3 separate regions of the Rattus norvegicus genome follow, and regions 1 and 3 are each linked to region 2. Evidence: chromatin contacts called from public Hi-C data. All regions are on one chromosome and are shown on one strand. Each heading gives the region's core, a stretch centred on a gene start, on an enhancer-like site or on the middle of the called end of the contact. The rest is flanking DNA. Distances are from core to core; before and after follow the strand shown. Region 1 overlaps Gnal (G protein subunit alpha L). Region 2 holds the start of Prelid3a (PRELI domain containing 3A). Region 3 holds the start of Seh1l (SEH1-like nucleoporin).

The links. A called contact is a pair of places that touch in the nucleus more often than the background predicts.
Region 1: a contact with region 2 is called in a Hi-C map of psoas muscle, with 3 times the contacts expected there. The contact joins the enhancer-like site here to the promoter of Prelid3a in region 2. A contact is called at or near these places in 3 of 12 Hi-C or Micro-C datasets (the A7r5 cell line, Schwann cells and psoas muscle).
Region 3: a contact with region 2 is called in a Hi-C map of hepatocytes, with 2.8 times the contacts expected there. The contact joins the promoter of Seh1l here to the promoter of Prelid3a in region 2. A contact is called at or near these places in 12 of 12 Hi-C or Micro-C datasets (the A7r5 cell line, the Rat2 cell line, Schwann cells and 7 more).

The regions. Positions count from the first base shown.
Region 1 is chr18:62,917,909-62,921,617 of GRCr8, reverse strand. All of the region lies in intron 1 of Gnal (G protein subunit alpha L), which reads right to left. All of the region lies in intron 3 of LOC120098241 (a long non-coding RNA gene), which reads left to right. Among named protein-coding and RNA genes, the nearest start is that of Gnal, 28 kb to the right of the region's middle. Within about 2 kb of position 2,122, at least 3 of the 93 cell types and tissues checked have an H3K27ac peak or open chromatin away from gene starts, as enhancers often do.
Region 2 is chr18:63,285,001-63,289,035 of GRCr8, reverse strand. Prelid3a (PRELI domain containing 3A) reads right to left here and starts at 1,399. Exons shown (of 7, transcript NM_001109570.1): 1 at 1,329-1,399. The coding sequence starts at 1,360.
Region 3 is chr18:63,614,672-63,618,430 of GRCr8, reverse strand. Seh1l (SEH1-like nucleoporin) reads right to left here and starts at 1,556. Exons shown (of 9, transcript NM_001394994.1): 1 at 1,316-1,556. The coding sequence starts at 1,426.

The sequences.
Region 1 (3,709 bases), core at 873-3,372, 370 kb after region 2:
CTTATAAAAGAAAGCATTTGATTAGGGCTTGCTTACAGTTTCAGAGGTTTGGTTCATTATCATGGTGGGGAGCATGCAGGCAGACATAGTGCTGGAGAAGGAGTTAGGAATTCTACATCTGAAGGTGCAGACAGCAGAAAGAGATACTGTTAGCATTCTGTCTATGCTCCACCCCCACAGTTACCTGGCAACAGCTGGGTATGCTTGACACTATGAAAGGGGCTGCTTGCCCCTTCCTCACTCTCTTCCTCCCTCTTGCTCTTGCTCTCTTGCTCTCACCCTCTTCCCATTTTGTCCATTCTGTCCATGTGCTCATGGCTGGCCTCTACTCTACGCTTCTATTTCTCTACTTCTCCCTCCCTTTCTTTGCCCTACTACCCTTTTAACTCCCCTCCCCATGCCTTGAATAAACTCTGTCCTATACTATATACCATGTGGCTGGTTTCACAGCAGGAAGGAATGCCTTAGCATGAACCTGCGGAGGCACTCCCTTTCCTCAGACCTCCATAGAACATACCCCCCTCTCTTTATCTTCTTATAAATACAACAGATACTGGGCCTGGCTTGAGCTTTTGAAACCTTGACGCCTACTCCAAGCCATATAACAACAACACCTACTCCAAAAAGGCCACGTCTCCAAATCCTTTTTAAGTAGTACCTCTCCCTGATGGCTAAGCATTCAAATATATGAGCCTACGGGAGCCATTCCTATTCCAATCACCTCACTGGCTGTGTCGTGCTTACTCGCTACTTCCTCCCTTAGTGCAATGGTTCTTTTTGAATGCCTGGTCTTTCTCCCAGAATGAGTTCCTCTTCCCTGTTCGTATCTCAGGAGTCAGTCAGACCACTGATGATTGCTAGTGAACGAGAGGACTCCAGCAACACCCATTCAGTCAGGTCCGTTCCCCTTGAAACCCAACCCCCACCTATTGAACATGTAACAGGATCATAACCTTGCCGAGTCTCTGCACACAGGATGCAAGCCGTTCCAACTGCTCCCAGAGTTCATTGCTCTCTGAGAGGAGCTCGCTTTGGCCAGGCCTCCCAGCTCTAGCTCTGGGCCTCAGACCCAGAGTGATTGGATTGACTTAACTCATACTCTGTGATTTGACCAATTCATGCAGGGATGAAAAAGATGGTTTCTTTTTCCTAAATCACGAGTACCAGGAGACCACAGAGCCTCTAGAAAGATGTCTGTCCCTTGAGCAAATACTTGAGAATACTGAGGTGATCTTCCTCCCCATCCTTGGGGGGGGGGGACTGAGAGCCTCTTCCAGGACAGATGTGTTTGTAGGGTGGACCAGAATGTTTAGGAACATGTATAACCATGTGGATACACATCTTGTGCTTCTCCCTTCCCCTCCCTCCCCCTCCTCTCCTCTCTTGTCTTTTCCTCCCTCCTTCTCTCCTTCCCTTCTTCCTTTTTAGAAAGATATGTACAAAAGAAAGAGGTCAGGGAGGACAGGGAGCCCCCAGTGAGCTACCTGCCACTTGCCTAGCTCCAGCCTTTGTCCATCTGGGTGCAGCCACCTGGCTTGGCATTCCTCACTTTCCTCAGAGGAAGCACTTCAGATGTGAAGAAATTCCTTTTGTGACAGAGCTGGAGAGCTAGTTTACACCTGTTATGGTTTGATTACAAAATGTCCCACAGACTTCTGGGTTTGAAGACTCAGTCCCTAGCTAAAGGCACTTTTTTTTTTCCTGTAGGTAACTGGAACTTTAGGATGTGGGGGCTAGCTGAAGGAAGTGGATTACAAGGGGGCAAGTCCTCAGAGGGTATCTTGCCCCTGCCCCTTCCTGTCTCCCTGTGTCTTTGCTGTGGTTTTCCTGAGGTGGTGGTCTCCGCTCCACTCAGCCCTTGTGTCACTGTGCTCTCTCCTCATCTAAGGCTTAGAAACACAGCCAGTCAACCACAGACTGAAGCCTGTTTATGTGCCAACATAAACCCATCGTCCCTTAAGTTGATTTTCTCAGGTATTTGCCACGGTGCTAAGCACCTCTCAGCTCCTCAGACAGAGCATGAACCTGCATGGGCAGCCACCTGACAAGGCTGGACCACACCAAGGCCTTGGTACAGTTGGTAGAATGTGAAGTCTTAGCTGGAGGAGCGCAGGAGGGTTGTTTCTCTGTGCAACACTGCCACCTGGTGGTTGCTTTGAGCCCAGATGCTGAGCATCTCTCTAGAACACACTACAGAGCGGAAGGCAGAGGGGGGGACCTCCAGGTCTCTTTTTCAGCAGTCTCTCACCTTCCCGACTCCACCTCTTGCTATTTCTGCTAAAAACTTAATTATTAATCAACTTGTTCTTTGAGAAATTTATGCTTATTATAAACTCTTGTCACACCCCCTATCCTTAATGTCCCTCTCCCACCCCCACCAGTCCCCTTCTTTCCACGGAATCCCCATCTCACAGTGCTTCGTTCTTGCTTTGTGACCCACTGGAATTAACCAGAGCCCCTTACTTGGGCATGGGTTTGAAGCTACCCACAGGAGCGTGAATAACTCACCAGTGGCTACTTCACTAAAGGCAAAGACTTCCTCTACCCCAGCAGCGGTCAACGACCATTCATGCCCTTAGGCATGACCCACAGACTGTTCCTCATCTAGGAACCATGTTTGTGGGTTCACTCTAGTGCAGGCTGTATGCAGGCAGACACAGCTGTCGTGAGTTTGTGAGCCACTCAGCCATGCCGTGTCTGTAAGATAGCATTTCATGGCCTTTCTTCCCACTCTCTCTGCTGCAATGTTCCCTGAGGAGGTGACACAGCTGTCACTTTTTAGGGTTAAGCACTCAAAAGTCACTTGCTCTTAACTCCTTGAGCAGCCATGAGTTTCTCTAGTAACTGTTACTTACTGCAAAGAGAAGTTTCTTTGACCAAGACTGAGGTATAACTATACATTTGACAACTTGTCACTTTAGAAAAGAAAAAAAGGTATAGGTTCAGCCCTCAGGCTTACAGCCTTGCAAGTCATGGGCCAGGCCCTCAGGATTGGTACTAAATCTTCTTCTCTGGAGCAGATCTCAGATCTGGGTTTTAAAGATGATTTGGTTCACAGCTGCAGAACATTTATAGGGAAAACTGTGTTTCCCTTGACGTGCACAGCCCCCTTCCTACCCAAACTTGAGATCTCTGAGAGATGCAGGTTTTTCTTCGTTTCATAGAGCAGGAAACTGGAGCTCCGATAAAGGCTGCTCCTTTAGGTCATGCCAGTAGAATGTGGAGAAGTCTGGATCCAAACCTCATTCCTCTGGTTCTTAACGCACTGTCCTTACCCACGTGCCTCTAATGACTGCAGCCTCTTATTCTGGGGAAATTGTTCCTGCCCAAACCGCATCCGTCACCCTGCCTTACCCCCACCCCACTTTTTAAAGCATATTGTATTTGTAATTAGAATTACATCCATTGTCTTTGGAATCCACCTTCTTTCTCGTGCTTGGGGCAGGGACCCTCCCATCAGCCTGTCCTCACTCAGACCAAGATGGGGGAGGGGAACTTAAATGGTGTTGCCTATGCACAACTCAAATCTGTGGAGTTTGTAGCTTTAGTCTCTTGTAACAAAAACTAACAGCACTCACTTAAGTGCTGACTCAGAATGCTATTCTGTAAGGTTCAGTCTAGGTCAGCAGTTTGTGTGTGTGTGAGAAGGAGCTTTTGTTTTTAACTCACTTTTGTATTATAATTAATTCTCCTAATTCCTCCTCCAATA
Region 2 (4,035 bases), core at 150-2,649:
GAACCGAATCCCCCATGTTATCTTGACCGCAGCTTGCGCTTGAGTGCATGCACATGCGCGCACACACACACACACACACACACACACACACACACACACACACACACTAATTAATTAAATGTAATTTTAAAATTATTAAAAAGAGCCAACCTTAGTGTCACATGTATTTAATCCCAGCACTGGGGAGGCAGAGGCAAGCAGATCTATGTGAGCTCGGGGCCCTCCTGGTCTAAGTCCACACAGTGAAACCCTATCTCAAAAAAAGAAAAATAATCTCCCCCAAACACACACACATTAAAATGAGTGGTAACACATTACAGATTACAAAATGTAAATAATAATGATTAAAAAAAAAAAAGAACGGACGCTGCAAAAATGGTCAAAATTGTCAACAGTGATTTTCCAGTGGCAGTCAACATTTCAGGACCCTTAGGGTAACTCTCAGCCGGCCCAAGTCAATACTCTTGGCATCTCAGCATTTGATGACTTTCTACCCGTCTCTGCTTCTGGCCCGTACAAATCATGTCTGAATCTTGGGGAAACCTTCAGAAAGCCTGCCAACTTTTCCAAAAATCTACATACCACCTGTCTAAGGTTCCATATTTAAAAGGGATTTTTTTCTAAAGGCGGATGCTATAGTTCAATGATGGAACACTTTTCTAGCAAGCTCGAAACACTGGGTCGGGGCCCAGCACCATCGAAAAATAAAAATAAAGAAGCCAGGAGTTCTGAAGCCAGGTGGTCAATTTTTATTAGAAATTTTACACTTTAAAGGACAATGGACGACAGTTCTGTTTCATGCAGTCTCTTCACGTCCACCCTCGCTCGGAACGAAAAGCTTCTCTAATCGGGATCAGAAAGTCTCAAAAATCCTTTGAAAAGATATCAAAACACTCCATGACACGGTGGAAGGCGCCCCAAGGGTCGGGGGAGCACTCGAGGCAGTTCGCAGTCTCCCTGGTGGGGGCTTAGAGGCGTCCGTGTGCACAACGTATTCAGGACCAAACGCCCCAAATGCCTTCCTCATGTCTAGATTTCTCGGGGGAACCTAAGCCCCTAGGGCACCGTGGGTGACACCCGCTGCAAGGGGAGCTGGCCGTAGGCCGCTGCCCTACTCCGGATGGATCGCGACGACCCCGCGCAGCTCGCAGTCGGTACAAACCGGCTGAGGATGAGGAGGCCTCCCCACGCACCTGACACCCGGCTCCTCGCCCCGGCAGGACCCCGGCCCCGGAGCCGCTGCGGGTCCCGGCTCCCCGCCCCTCCCCGAGGCCGCACGGCTATGGCCACGTCCGCGCATTTCCCAGCGCAGCCCTCGGATGGCTCACCCGAACACGTGCTCCGAGCTCCAGATCTTCATCGCCGCAGCCGCAGGCCCAGGGCGCGAGTTCGGCGCTCTGCGGGATGCTGCGCGGCGCCGTGGGGGCGGGGCGCCCGCTGTACCGCCTCCCCCGTCACGTGGTCCGGACTGCGGCGGCTAAAAATAGGGAAGTGGGAGGCGAGTGGTACCCAGAGCGGCGCTGCCGCAGGGACATTCGCGAGTGCGCAGCCACAAACCGCAGCTCTGGGTTCTTTGACGCTGTCCAAATCACGGCCCTGCCCTTTCCAACCACACGCGAACGTCGTGGACAAACTAGAATTGCCAATTCAAAATAAAGTCTGGGTATTGAATAAGCTTAACACCCCAATCCTATCAAAGCCCGTCACAGGCAACCTACTAGAGAGGCTACAAAGACGGAGCTCTCCTGCTAAGAAACAGAAGTAGCCAGTTCTGCGAACGCTTTTTACGTGAACAATATATTATGGGGCTGCCCCAAAAGGGTTGGGGACAAAAAGAGACTTCGTCCTAAAGTTATTAGTAACTGGAGCACTGCTCCAGAGGAACTAATTACATTTATCCTGGAGACACAAAACAGTTCTCGCCTCGAGGGGAGTAAGACCCAGTTTATTTTTGAGCCAAATATGAGTGATCATGATTCAGGAACAAGGATTGAGGTTTCCCTGAAAGGCATGACCCACAGCGGATGTGGTTACTTATGTGAGCCTGAATTAGTTTCAGAACAAAGAAAATCACAAATCGTGGCATTTACCAAGTCAGCAGGGACCAGGGCAACTAGGGAACTCTAGGCCCGTAGGGCTATAGGCCTCAGATGTTAACATTCTTAGCATTTGGATTGGTAAAAAGTCAGTGTAGGGGTTGGGGATTTAGCTCAGTGGTAGAGCACTTGCCTAGCAAGCGCAAGGCCCTGGGTTCGGTCCCCAGCTCCGAAAAAAAGAAAAAAAAAAGTCAGTGTAAAGGTTCTGATAGGCAAGGATATTTGGTCAGATACACGGGTATGCAATGAATTGTCTTCAGAGGGACTGAAAACCAGGCTGCTGGGTGGGTATGGCAGCCCAGTTCACTGGAGGTAGATATGGAATCTAGCAAACAAGATGGCTAGCTAGACTAAGAAGCTACAGTTTAGCAAGAGATTACATACATGCATGCATACATATATACATACATGCCGACACACGCACCATGTGCCCACACACATGCAAATAGGAGCATAAACATCACACACAAACACAAACGAAAAAGAAAAATTTAAAAAGGACTAAAAATCGCTCTAGATAATTTGGCTCTAATCGGCAACATTTTAACTCTCCGTAAGCACTAAGTTCAGTCAGTCCGCCTTGGAGTCTTTAACAAGGTGTGGCTTTTCTTTTCCCTGGGAACTTCAGAAAAATAGATTGATCATAAATTAGGCTGGCAGGGTGGCTCGTGTTTATAATCCCAGCACTTAGTAGGGTAGAGAAAGACTAGGAGTGAGAGAGGCCAGGTTGGACTACATAGCAAGTGTTAAATACGAAGTAAGATGTGCCAGACGTGGTGTGGCCTGGTGTAAACTGAGCTTAGCAGGGCACACCTCACCTGGGACATCTTCAGCTATAGATGGAGTCTGCGGCCTGGACAGCACAAAATCTTGTCAAGACAAACAGAGGCAACAAACATGCAAAAAAAAAAAAAAAAAAAAAAAAAAAGAGAGTAAAAAGAGGTTGGGAATATATCTTAGCGGTGAAGCAACTGCCTAGAATGAGCAATACGCATGGCTTAATTCCCCGAATAGGAGACAAATATCAGAAATTCAGCACCTCTTTCGGACACGAGGTATACCTGCAAATTGAAATCTCGTGGTCTCCAAAGTCATCCTCTGATCCTAGGGAAAAGGAAGCTCTCTATCTTTGATGTCACCATTTCAAAGGGATGGCTTCAAAATCTTTGAGAAAGACTGGCCCTGGTGGGTTAAAACTGAAAGGGTTTTATTTAACTCCCTGCAAACGCGTGCATGCATTTCAAGAAGCGAAGGCCTCTGCTGCCAGGGGTGGCTGCTCACGCCGGTTATCCCTCAGATTCAGAGGCTTGGAAGATCATCGGGAGTCTAAGCTGAGACGGCCCTGGCCCTGAGCTGTGTGAGACCCTGGCTCAAAAGCAAACATTGGCTCAGTGGTTAAAAGCACTTTCTAAGGCTGGAGAGGTGGCTCAGTGGTTATGAGCACTGACTGCTCTTCCAGAAGTCCTGAGTTCAAATCCCAGCATCCACATGGTGGCTCACAACCATCTGTAGTGGAATCTGATGCCCTCTTCTGGTGCATCTTAAGACAGCTCCAGTGTACTCACATAAAAAAATAAATAAATCTTAGGAAGGTTTTAAAGTAAAGAAAGAAAAAAAGAAAAGAAAAGCACTTTATGTAAACCTTGAATTTGCTCCTCTGGTCTCACAGTGGACGGAGAGAACGAACTCCTGAAAGTTGTCCTCTGACCTCATGCCTACCACAGCAAACCTGCTCTCAGATAATCACAATTAAGATAAAAACCAAGCTGGGTGTGGTGGTGCACAGTCACATCTCAGTATTTTGGGGGAGGATCAGGAATTAAGTCAACCTAAGTTACATAGTGAGTTCAAGGCCAGCTTGAGATACAAGAGACCCTGACTCTAACGGCGAGGTGTGCGATTACAAGTTTTCTAAAATAAATCCCCTAAGAAAGATAAA
Region 3 (3,759 bases), core at 307-2,806, 330 kb before region 2:
GGAACTCTTCCACAAGTCCTCCAAGACTGCACCTGACTGCCCTCCTGAAGGCACAGCTCCAGCCCGGCCGCCTGCACTTTTTACTCTTAAGAGCTTTGAGGAACTTTGGATGAGCCACCAACTATTTCCACCTAGTGACCTAGTGAGGGGCTCAAGACAGCTTCTCTGGTTCTCTAAGCAGGCTGCTCAGGCTAAGTAAGTCAGCTGTAGGTCATCTCTCCTAGTGTGATAAAGACCTAATAAAAGGCTTCGAGAGACTTCTTTTCTTGCCTACTTCCAACAGTGTGAACAGAGCAGTCCTGAGGCCAAGCTGGGAAAGCTCAAGGTAGTTTGGTAGCCTTCACTGCTTGTCTTGGTAGTGTATATGCACGTAAGTTTTGCAATGCAGAATTACGTCCTCTCCCAAGATTGCCATATTTATCTTAGTAAATACCATTCCCAAAGACTATAACTTGATGTCTGCTACCTAGATCAGCTGTGCTCGTTGGCCAACCAAGGAACCAGGCGCAGTCCTCCCAACAAGAAGGATCACAATCTGAACTCCCTCTATCGACCTGCAGAGACGCCGGGCAGTGCACATTCACACACGCAGACACAACACTCACACGAATAAGTCTTTAAAATTGTGGGGTTAGGGCAATGGAGTCGTTCCTGGTGGCTCCCATCTTTAATCATATCACTCTCGGCAGAGGCAGGCAGATCATCAGGGCTACAGAACTGAGACTCTGTTTCCAAAAAAGTACATCGGAGCATATTCAACGGACACTTGTGATAACCACCTTCAGAGGCCACTTGAACACGAACAAGAATTAAAAGCTGGTGTTCAGCTATTCTGGCGTCGTGAAGGAGTTCATACTCGTAACCCCAGCATGGCTGAAACTGAGACTGGAGGGCTACTGCCAGGTCTAGAAAACGTGTGTGTGTAACTGGCATGTAATAATAATAATATCCCTTCAAGGAATCCCATGCGTCCTGGGCAAAGGAATACAGGCGAGGCCCACTGAAATGAGACACACATCCCCACGAGAAGGCCAAACGCGTTAGACTACAGCCGCGACCCACTCCGCAGACCCAGCGTGCGCGTGCGCTCAGTGCCCCGAGGCAGAGAGCCGCCCCGCGCAGGCGCGGTAGGAAAACGCCCCGAGCGCGGGCGGCCGTGACCCCACAATCCGCCGACGGGGAGGGCTCTCGCCGCTTCCGGCGTGGCGGCGTCCGCGGCTTTGTGTCTCGCACGCCTCGGTCAGAGTTAGTCCCTTCTGTGCCGCCTCCCTCCCCTCTGTGCCCGGCCCTGGGTAGTCGAGCTTGCCGCGCGCACCTTGACGCTCTGGTCGCTGGAACAGGTGGCCATCCGGCGCCCGTGGAAGTCGAAAGACACATCGTGGATGAGGTCCTTGTGGTCCGCCGCGATGCTGCGCGCCACAAACATGGCCGCCGCCGTCTGCCCGGGCCCGCCTCCGAGAGGGCGGCGGTGCGGCCCGCAGCCCCCGGACCGCGGCAGAGGCACGTACGGTACGTCGGCCCTCGCCTGCTCGCGTCGCTCCGGCGCGCCACGCCCCGAGGGACACGCCCTGCGCAGGCGGAGCCTGTGTCCAAACCTTGTTCCAGCCACGGACGGAGCCTGCAGACGCAGGAGGATGGAAAAATGAAAGCGCCTTCCGGGGTCAGCCTAGGGGGTGTGTGCCTCCGTAAACACGTGATCGGTACACATAGCGAGTAGAGATGTCCCGCTGCAGATTTGAATGGAAGGCTCATCTGTTTAACCAGAGCTTCTTAGGAATGATGGCGATGCCCAGAGTTGTCGCTTAGGGAGTCAAGCTCGTCGAGCACAAAGTCTTCCAGAAGGAAGAAATTGAGATGAGGAGTGGAGGACCTGAAGCAGCGGTCAGTGCTGAAAGATGGCACAAGTACAACAGATTCGAGGGTCAGCAAAACCAGAATGAGGAAAAAGAAGTTCTAGAAAGTCACCCGGGGTGATGGCAAGACCCAAAATGATGCCCAATATTTACTTTGATGGAGCCAGTCTTTAATGGAGAAGTAAGTGAAATAAAAATAGCAAAGAGAAACCTATGAAGGGAAGTGCTCAAGTCAGGAGATTCAGTCAAATTCAGGAAGTGGTGGAACATTCCTTCAACGAGGGTTTTAGGTGAGAGGTTGTTTAACGCCCATGGGATCAAACTCCCGACTTTGGCTCCATGCACGCGGTGCACATATAGGTGAAACATGCATACACCTAAAAATAAAGATGTTTAAGAATAGGAATCGCGGGCTGGAGAGATGGCTCAGAGGTTAAGAGCACTGTCTGCTCTTCCAGAGGTCCTAAGTTCAATTCCCAGCAACCACATGGTGGCTCACAACCATCTATAATCAGGTCTGGTGCCCTCTTCTGGCCTGCAGGCATACATGCAGGCAGAAAGCTGATGTATACATAATAAATAAATGTTTAAAAAAAAAAAAGAATAGGAATCGCTTTAAAAAGCAGACTCTAAAGGATCTCAAAATCGCACTTGTTCCTGATGGATTTGTACAGAAACCCGCAGAGACCGATAGTGAAATGATCTTACCAGTCTTGAGTTTTCCTTACTCTTCTTTAAATTAATAAGATTTAAGGCATGGCTTGAATGCATCACCACCTTTAGTTCCAGCTCCAGAGAATCTGAAACATCTGGATTCCTTGAGGATCTGCACTCTCCTGCACACAACGGATACACACACGAAGAGACATAAATTCTTTAAAAAATCCTTTTTTAGATTATATTCCTATTTTAGAGGTAGACCCCCAAGTCCTCTAACCATTGGATCTAACCATTCATTTCCAGAGACATTAATTTCCAGAAACAAAACACACTATATAAAAGTACAATTAAAGGGGTTGGGGATTTAGCTCAGTGGTAGAGCGCTTGCCTAGGAAGCGCAAGGCCCTGGGTTCGGTCCCCAGCTCCGAAAAAAAAAGAACCAAAAAAAAAAAAAGTACAATTAAATCTATACTTTCAAAAATAAACATTTAAGAAAGCTAGGTTTATAATTTTTTAAAGATTAGTTTATTTTAAGAGTGGATTTCCTGCATGTTTGTAGCATAGCATGTGTATGCAGTACCGGTAGAGGCTAGAAGAGAAGGTTGAATCTTCTAGAACCAGAGTTATACACATGGTCATGAGCTGCCTGGTGGGTGGTGGGTGCTGGGAGCTGAACCCAGGTCCTCTGCAAAAGCAGCCGGTTAGCTTAACTGCTGGGCCATTGCTCCAGCTCCTGAAAGCCAAGTTTAAATACAGACAGTAAACATTAACTGAAAGTAGAATATGGGATAGAAGGACTAGACCTGCTGGGCAGTGGCAGTGCTCGCCTTTAATCCCAGCACCCATAGGCTGAGGCAGGCAGATCTCTGAGTTCAAGGCTGATCAACAGAGGACTACACAGAGAAACTCTTTCTCAGAAAAAACGAAAGAAAGAAAAGAAAAAGCAGACATAAGTGTTTAAAGCACAAGAAGGCACATGTGTTACTGTTATGGTCAGTGACCCTACAGTAAGACCATAAACAGCATCCAAGTCTGTAACTGACATGGGGCTCATCCTTGGTGTATATTCTATAAGTTTTGACAAGCAGGAAGTGGATCCACCATTCCAAAATCATACATAATTGTTTCATTGTCCTAAAGATCCTATGCTAATAGAAAACACTCCCTCTTCACCAACCCTTCCACGTGTGAGGCTGTCCCCAACCATGCTGAATTGTTGAGTGCCTTGATCTTGTGCAGGTAGTCA